Linked DNA regions of Pan troglodytes: region 1 is linked to region 2. Evidence: chromatin contacts called from public Hi-C data. All regions are on one chromosome and are shown on one strand. Each heading gives the region's core, a stretch centred on a gene start, on an enhancer-like site or on the middle of the called end of the contact. The rest is flanking DNA. Distances are from core to core; before and after follow the strand shown.

The links. A called contact is a pair of places that touch in the nucleus more often than the background predicts.
Region 1: a Hi-C map of stem cell-derived neural progenitor cells shows a contact between it and region 2, with 2.2 times the contacts expected there. The contact joins the promoter of TMEM9B here to the enhancer-like site in region 2. A contact is called at or near these places in 3 of 7 Hi-C or Micro-C datasets (blood, induced pluripotent stem cells and stem cell-derived neural progenitor cells) and 1 of 1 other capture datasets (stem cell-derived neural stem cells).

The regions. Positions count from the first base shown.
Region 1 is chr9:13,111,947-13,114,862 of NHGRI_mPanTro3-v2.0_pri, reverse strand. TMEM9B (TMEM9 domain family member B) reads left to right here and starts at 1,448. Exons shown (of 5, transcript XM_009459918.5): 1 at 1,448-1,540. The coding sequence starts at 1,448.
Region 2 is chr9:13,060,922-13,064,120 of NHGRI_mPanTro3-v2.0_pri, reverse strand. The region is part of intron 2 of AKIP1 (A-kinase interacting protein 1); the gene reads right to left. Among named protein-coding and RNA genes, the nearest start is that of AKIP1, 5.8 kb to the right of the region's middle. Within about 2 kb of position 1,515, at least 4 of the 24 cell types and tissues checked have an H3K27ac peak or open chromatin away from gene starts, as enhancers often do. A contact at or near this core is called in stem cell-derived neural progenitor cells and stem cell-derived neural stem cells, where this site is marked.

The sequences.
Region 1 (2,916 bases), core at 199-2,698, 51 kb before region 2:
AAAAATATTGTCTTTGAAATTAAGTGTATATTTTATACAGCACATTTCAATTCAGTCTAGCCACATTTCAGATGCTCAATTGCCACATGTAGCTAGATAGTGGTTATACTATGGAGCTCTAAAATTCTGCCCAGACTGAGTGTGCTTGGTGTTTCTCCATTAAACATATGAGGCCCATCAGTCTGAGGCACAACTATGTATTTTCTCTAAGTCTCTGTACCCCCAAGGCCTTGAAAACAATTCGGAAGGAAGAGAAGGCCTATGAGGTTTCAGCTACAGCAGGCACTCCCTTTAGACGCCAAGCCTAGAAAACCCTAAACTGATGCCTAACTTGCAGCTGAATCACCTTTTAGCAATCAGATTCAGTACCTCACCAACACATTTGATCCAGGGAGTCTCCAGTTTGTCCTTTGTCCAGTAGAACACCCACTACAAAGCCTTGATAATTCATCAAAGTGACAGCACCTTCACTGGGCAGTCTGGTGAGAGGACATATAGCCCTGCCACCCTGGTTCCTGTTGGGAACAATATCAGATACCTTCTTGTGTTAGATTCACATGAATCTAAGAATCACATGGGCGAAAAATATTGAGAGCATTCTGTTAAAACATTTCCACAAATTGGGAAAAGACGATTTTTAAAAATCTGTTGGGGCCGGGCGCGGTGGCTCACGCCTATAATCCCAGCAATTTGGGAGGCCGAGGCGGGCGGATCACAAGGTCAGGAGATCGAGACCATCCTGGCTAACACAGTGAGACCCTGTCTGTACTAAAAATACAAAAAAAAAAAAAAAAAAAAAAAAAAAAAAAAATTAGCCGGGCGGCGTGGTGGCGGGCGCCTGTAGTCCCACCTATTAGGGAGGCTGAGGCAGGAGAATGGCGTGAACCTGGGAGGCAGAGGTTGCAGTGAGCTGAGATCGCGCCACTGCACTCCAGCCCGGGGGACAGAGCGAGACTCCGTCTCAAAAAAAAACAAAAAACAAAACAAAAAAATCTGTTTAGAGGTAAAAACACGGGTATTACATGGAGCATAATTTGAAATCCATTCCCTCATATTCAGCCAAGAACTACAGGCCCAGAGAAGGGAAGTGATTTGCCCAAGGTCATTCAACAAATCCCTAGGGGCTGTGATGATCCCTGTGTCCTTGCCATTATCTTCCTTGTCTCCACTAACAAAAATATTTCAATGGGAGAATGTGCCGATCTAAGGCACTCCTAAAGTACTTGCTGAGAATGACAGCCCTGGGGAGACCAGTCGGCAGCCCTGAACAGGCACTGCCTTACCGGGGCGTAGCGCCCCAATTCGCCAACTCTTGGAGTCCTAGGCGGAGGATACTACTGGGGCAGTTGTTTCGCCAATTCCACATCTCCCGGAGCCTGGCCTGGCCCAGCCCAGCCCCGCTGCTGTGACCCACTTCCTAGCTGCAGGCTGGACCAAGGGGAGGTACATGGGGAGCTCCACAGGGAGGCCACGCCCACGAGGGCAGCTCAGAATTAGAAAGCCGACGGGGTGCTGTGGTCAGGAGGCGCGTGGGCGGCAGGTTAGTACTTAAGGTGCAGAGACCACCCCCAACCCTTTGACTGGCGGTGGGCATCCCGGAAAGGCATGGCTCGGCCAATTCCAGCCCCGTTTCCACGCTCAGCACCCGCCCTGCCTGTGCGCGAACGGCTCCGGCCCGCACGGGTCGCCAGAGGCCACTGTGCGACACTCGGAGTTTGCTGGGGTCTCCGTGGGCGGGAGGACTTTCCAGCGCAATGGCGACTCCCTAAGCCCCGCAGCTTCTGCGCCCGGGAAAGATATCCAAGAGATGCAAAGCTCTACTGGGCCCAGGCTGCCACCCCAGAGGCCCCCTTCCGTCCCGGGGCCGGGGCTAGGCCAAGGCGGGCACCAGGACTGCCCAGCCTCCCGGCCCTTCGCTCTGGTAACCGTTTCCGGGGCGGATGCTTTTTGCATCTGACCCGGCGCGCCCGGTGACGCCTTCGCGTCCAGACGGAAGTGCGGGCGGAGGATCCCCAGCCGGGTCCCAAGCCTGTGCCTGAGCCCGAGCCGGGAGCCGGTCGCGGGGGCTCCGGGCTGTGGGACCGCTGGGCCCCCAGCGATGGCGACCCTGTGGGGAGGCCTTCTTCGGCTTGGCTCCTTGCTCAGCCTGTCGTGCCTGGCGCTTTCCGTGCTGCTGCTGGCGCAGCTGTCAGACGCCGCCAAGGTGAGTCCCGCCCAGCCTCGCTCCTGACGGAAGCTCCTCCCCTACCACCGGCCTTGCGGAAACTGGGTCTGCCAACCTGCTGCTTGGCCCATTCCTGACAGCCATACCCCTGGCCTCACAGCTCCGGCAGACCCCCGCCGCCACCAGCCCCGCCCCTCCCGACTGCCCGGCGGCACTCTCGCCCTCAGCCCCGACAGCCTGGCAGTCAGCGCCCCACGGTCGTCCCCAGCCCCGACAGTGCCCACAGTCCGGACAGCAGCCCCCCACCGCCTTAACATTTCCCTTCCCAGCCCCGGCTGCACGCATCTTACACTTGACAACCTTTTCACCTCCGAGAGCCTTTAACTTTCCACCCTAAGCTCTTGACAGCCCACCTGCGCCCTCCGCCAGCCTCACAGGCCCTGCATGCCCCAAGCCAGAATGATAGGAAGCCCCCATCTGACAGAGCCTTCCCTGTCAAGGGCCGACTCAGCTCAGCTCACCCCTGAACACTTCCCTTCCTGTGGTGGGATCTTGCCCCTCCTGGCCTACTTCCCTCCCAGTAGGACCTACAGAGCATCTCTCACCTGCTTCATATTCTCACCTAACTCCCTCCACGAGTCCCTTGGTGCCTTTCTTGCTTTCTCTCTTCCTGATAATTTAGTGGGTAAGGGAATAACCAAACTGCAAGAGAGGTGAGGTTGTGGCCTCCCTGGTTCGATTTCTTGTTCTCG
Region 2 (3,199 bases), core at 266-2,765:
AACAATTTGAGTGAATTCCATTTTGTCACTGAAGCAGCAATTCAGCTGGCTGACAAAACTCTCCCTTGGAGGACTGGTTCTCCCAGAGTACAAAACATTGGAAGCCAGAGTTAATGGAAAGATTTTATTTAGAGCCGAACTGAGCACAATCAGTCTTCCAAGGGTAGACTTCACTCATGGCTGGTAGATTACATCAGGTGTGCAGGCAGAGGATGGGTCTCAGTTCAAATGGTAAAAGGACAAAGTCACAAACCAGAAAAGAGCCTGTAATTAAGGGCCAGAGTGACAGCTGGGATGCCATTACAAGCTTGCTTAATGCTGAGAAGGGGCCACAGGCAGAAGCTGTCGATTCCACTACCACACACAGGAAAAGCCAAACTACTGGCCAGCAAATTGCACTCAGAGGAATAAATGATCATGTTTACATTTTTATGAAATTTCCCCTCTTCCTCCTACCTTGCAGATGGATTTGAAGCCAATTTTTTCCAAAGCTGTTTTACGTTGTATTCTTTCATGCCTGTCCAGTTACTGCAAAATTGGAAGTCTACCATCCTTTAACTGACGTAAATGTGTACGACAATGTCATTAACTATTTATTGGTTGTCAACCATGTAAATAAAAGTCACTTTTAGAAAATATGGTTATATCAGAATTGCAGAAAGCCAAAGATGCTTCATTTGCACACAAGGAAACATAGAGGTAAGGTTGGCATGTGGCTGTAGAACTCCAACACGGTGGAACATCAGCATTACCAAAAGTCAGCAAGTGTTGAGAGGCGTCTAAGCCTTAACAACTTATATTTGTACTAGAAGCAGAATATTCTTAATTGTTACTAACTCTAGTATACTCCAAATCCTGACTCGTAGCAAACTGTATACAAACAAAAAGTAAATGTATTGCGGCACCATGTTGAATGAAGTTCCTTTCCTCAGAATTCTAGCCCTTCCAAGTTCCAAAAAGGATCCCCTGGCTTCATGAACTAATGAGTACTTTATCCTAAAAATGAAAAACTCATTATATGTTTTTACAGAGAAACATTTGTGGAAAATAAGAACAAATGCCTTCAAATGTTTTGGAACCTGACCTCACCAAATGTGTATGTTTCGGAATTTCAGCAATGGTTTTCACTTTGTTAGCAGGAGTATCGTGCCCCTCCTGCTGCTTGAACAGATGGTGGAATTCCAGCAGGACCCAGTGCCAGCCCAGCTGAGCTGTAGGAACTGAGAGGTGAATACTTCACATTCTTTCCAACCACAACTATGAGTTCAGGCACAGAGTATCCCTGAAGCTTACAGTGAAGGAAGAATACCACGAAAACCTAATTTTACACTGAACCAAAATTTTGTGTGCCCTTCTTAAGTGTAAGAACATCTCAACTTAAAAATACTATAGACTCAATTCAAATAGCCCTCTAAGAACCATGTTAACTGGTTCATGGAGTTGCAACGGTGATGAAACCCAGTGCGTAAGCAGTTCCGTACTCACAGGCTGGGATGCCTCTGGAGCATGCTCTGATATTTGATAGCTGCCTCCAGGACCAAGGGATGTCTTTTTTCTGTCTTTTCTCTGAAGAGACAAGTAGAACACTGGTTTGTGCCCAAGCTTTCACTTTTGGATTGTAAAGAGAAGTTCTCTTCTACCTTATTAGGAGTTAGTAATTGTTCTGTCAGCTTTTTCTAAGTTGTCATCTAAGTCATTAAGGCATTTTTAAGTGAATTCTGTGAGGTATTTTTAGTCAGGTGTTTACTATAATTTTCATCCTTACATGGGCTTTGGAATCAGACACACCTGAGTTTAAGTCCTATCTCTGCTATTTACTAAGACAGATTAACTTCTCTTGAACCTTGGTTTTCCAGTCTGTAACATGGCACTCTTGGATTGCAGGGAAAATTTAAAATGCAAAAGTGACACTTAGGCTCTCAATACATTCTCTTCTGTGCTTCTTCTAGGAGTGGGGGTGGTCCTAGAAGGGAACAGGCTGACTGATAAAGCCAATTTCCCTTAGAGGGAACTTACATTTTAAAGGGAGAGATGGGAACGACTCTTCCCCATATGTACCTAAGTGCACCCTTTAGGGTCAGGTGCGTTTAGGTAAGAGTTCAGGCTAGGCCAGAAAAGGGGGCTCAGGACTCAAGCTCTGGCACCACTACTCACCTCCCAGGCCAGGGGAGGCGTGTGGGAGGTGCTTCGAGTGTGCACTCAGCCCTTGCTCATGTCCCTGTGCCCACTCTCCCATCCTTTTCCTAAACTTCCTCCCTCTAACACCCCAAAATGGCTGACAGGCCAAAGAAGTCAGGAATCCAACTTAGACTCCAGAATAGACTCTGGACTTTGGTTTGCTATCTTTGAGTACAAGTAGGGTAGGTTAAAACAAAAGCAAAAACCTAGTCTCCTCAGAAACCACCACCACCACCTCCTCCTTTGAATCAGTTCAATAAGCAGAATCTTTGGCTTCCCCAGAATGACATGTGGTAAAAGGTAAGTTTGTAGTGAGAGGCCCATAACTGTTATTACCTTTACAAAAAGTATTTTGTTAAAAGAGACCCCTGTCCCCACACTTCCCTTGTACTTTCTTTTTAAAAATTATGAAAGACATGGTCCAGGCATGGTGGCTCACGCCTGTAATCTCAGCACTTTGGGAGGCTGAGGCGGGCAGATCACCTGAGGTCAGGAGTTCAAGACCTGCCTGGCCAACACGGTGAAACTCTGTCTCTATTAAAAAATACAAAAATGGGTCAGGCGCGGTGGGTTACGCCTGTAATCCCAGCACTTTGGGAGGCCGAGGCAGGCGGATCACGAGGTCGGGAGATCGAGACCGTCCTGGCTAACACAGTGAAACCCCGTCTCCACTAAAAATACAAAAAATTAGCCAGGCATGGTGGCAAGCGCCTGTGGTCCCAGCTACTCGGGAGGCTGAGGCAGAAGAATGGCGTGAACCAGGGAGGCGGAGCTTGCAGTGAGCTGAGATTGCGCCACTGCACTCCAGCCCGGGCAACAGAGCAAGACTGTGTCTCGACAAAAAAAAAAAAAAAAAAAAAAAAAAAAAAAAGAAAGAAAAATACAAAAATTAGCTGGGCTGGTGGTGTGTGCACGTAGTCCCAGCTACTTGGGAGGCTGAGGCAGAATTGTCTGAACCTGGGAGGCAGAAGTTGCAGTGAGCCGCGATCGCACCACTGCACTCCACCTTGGGTGACAGAGT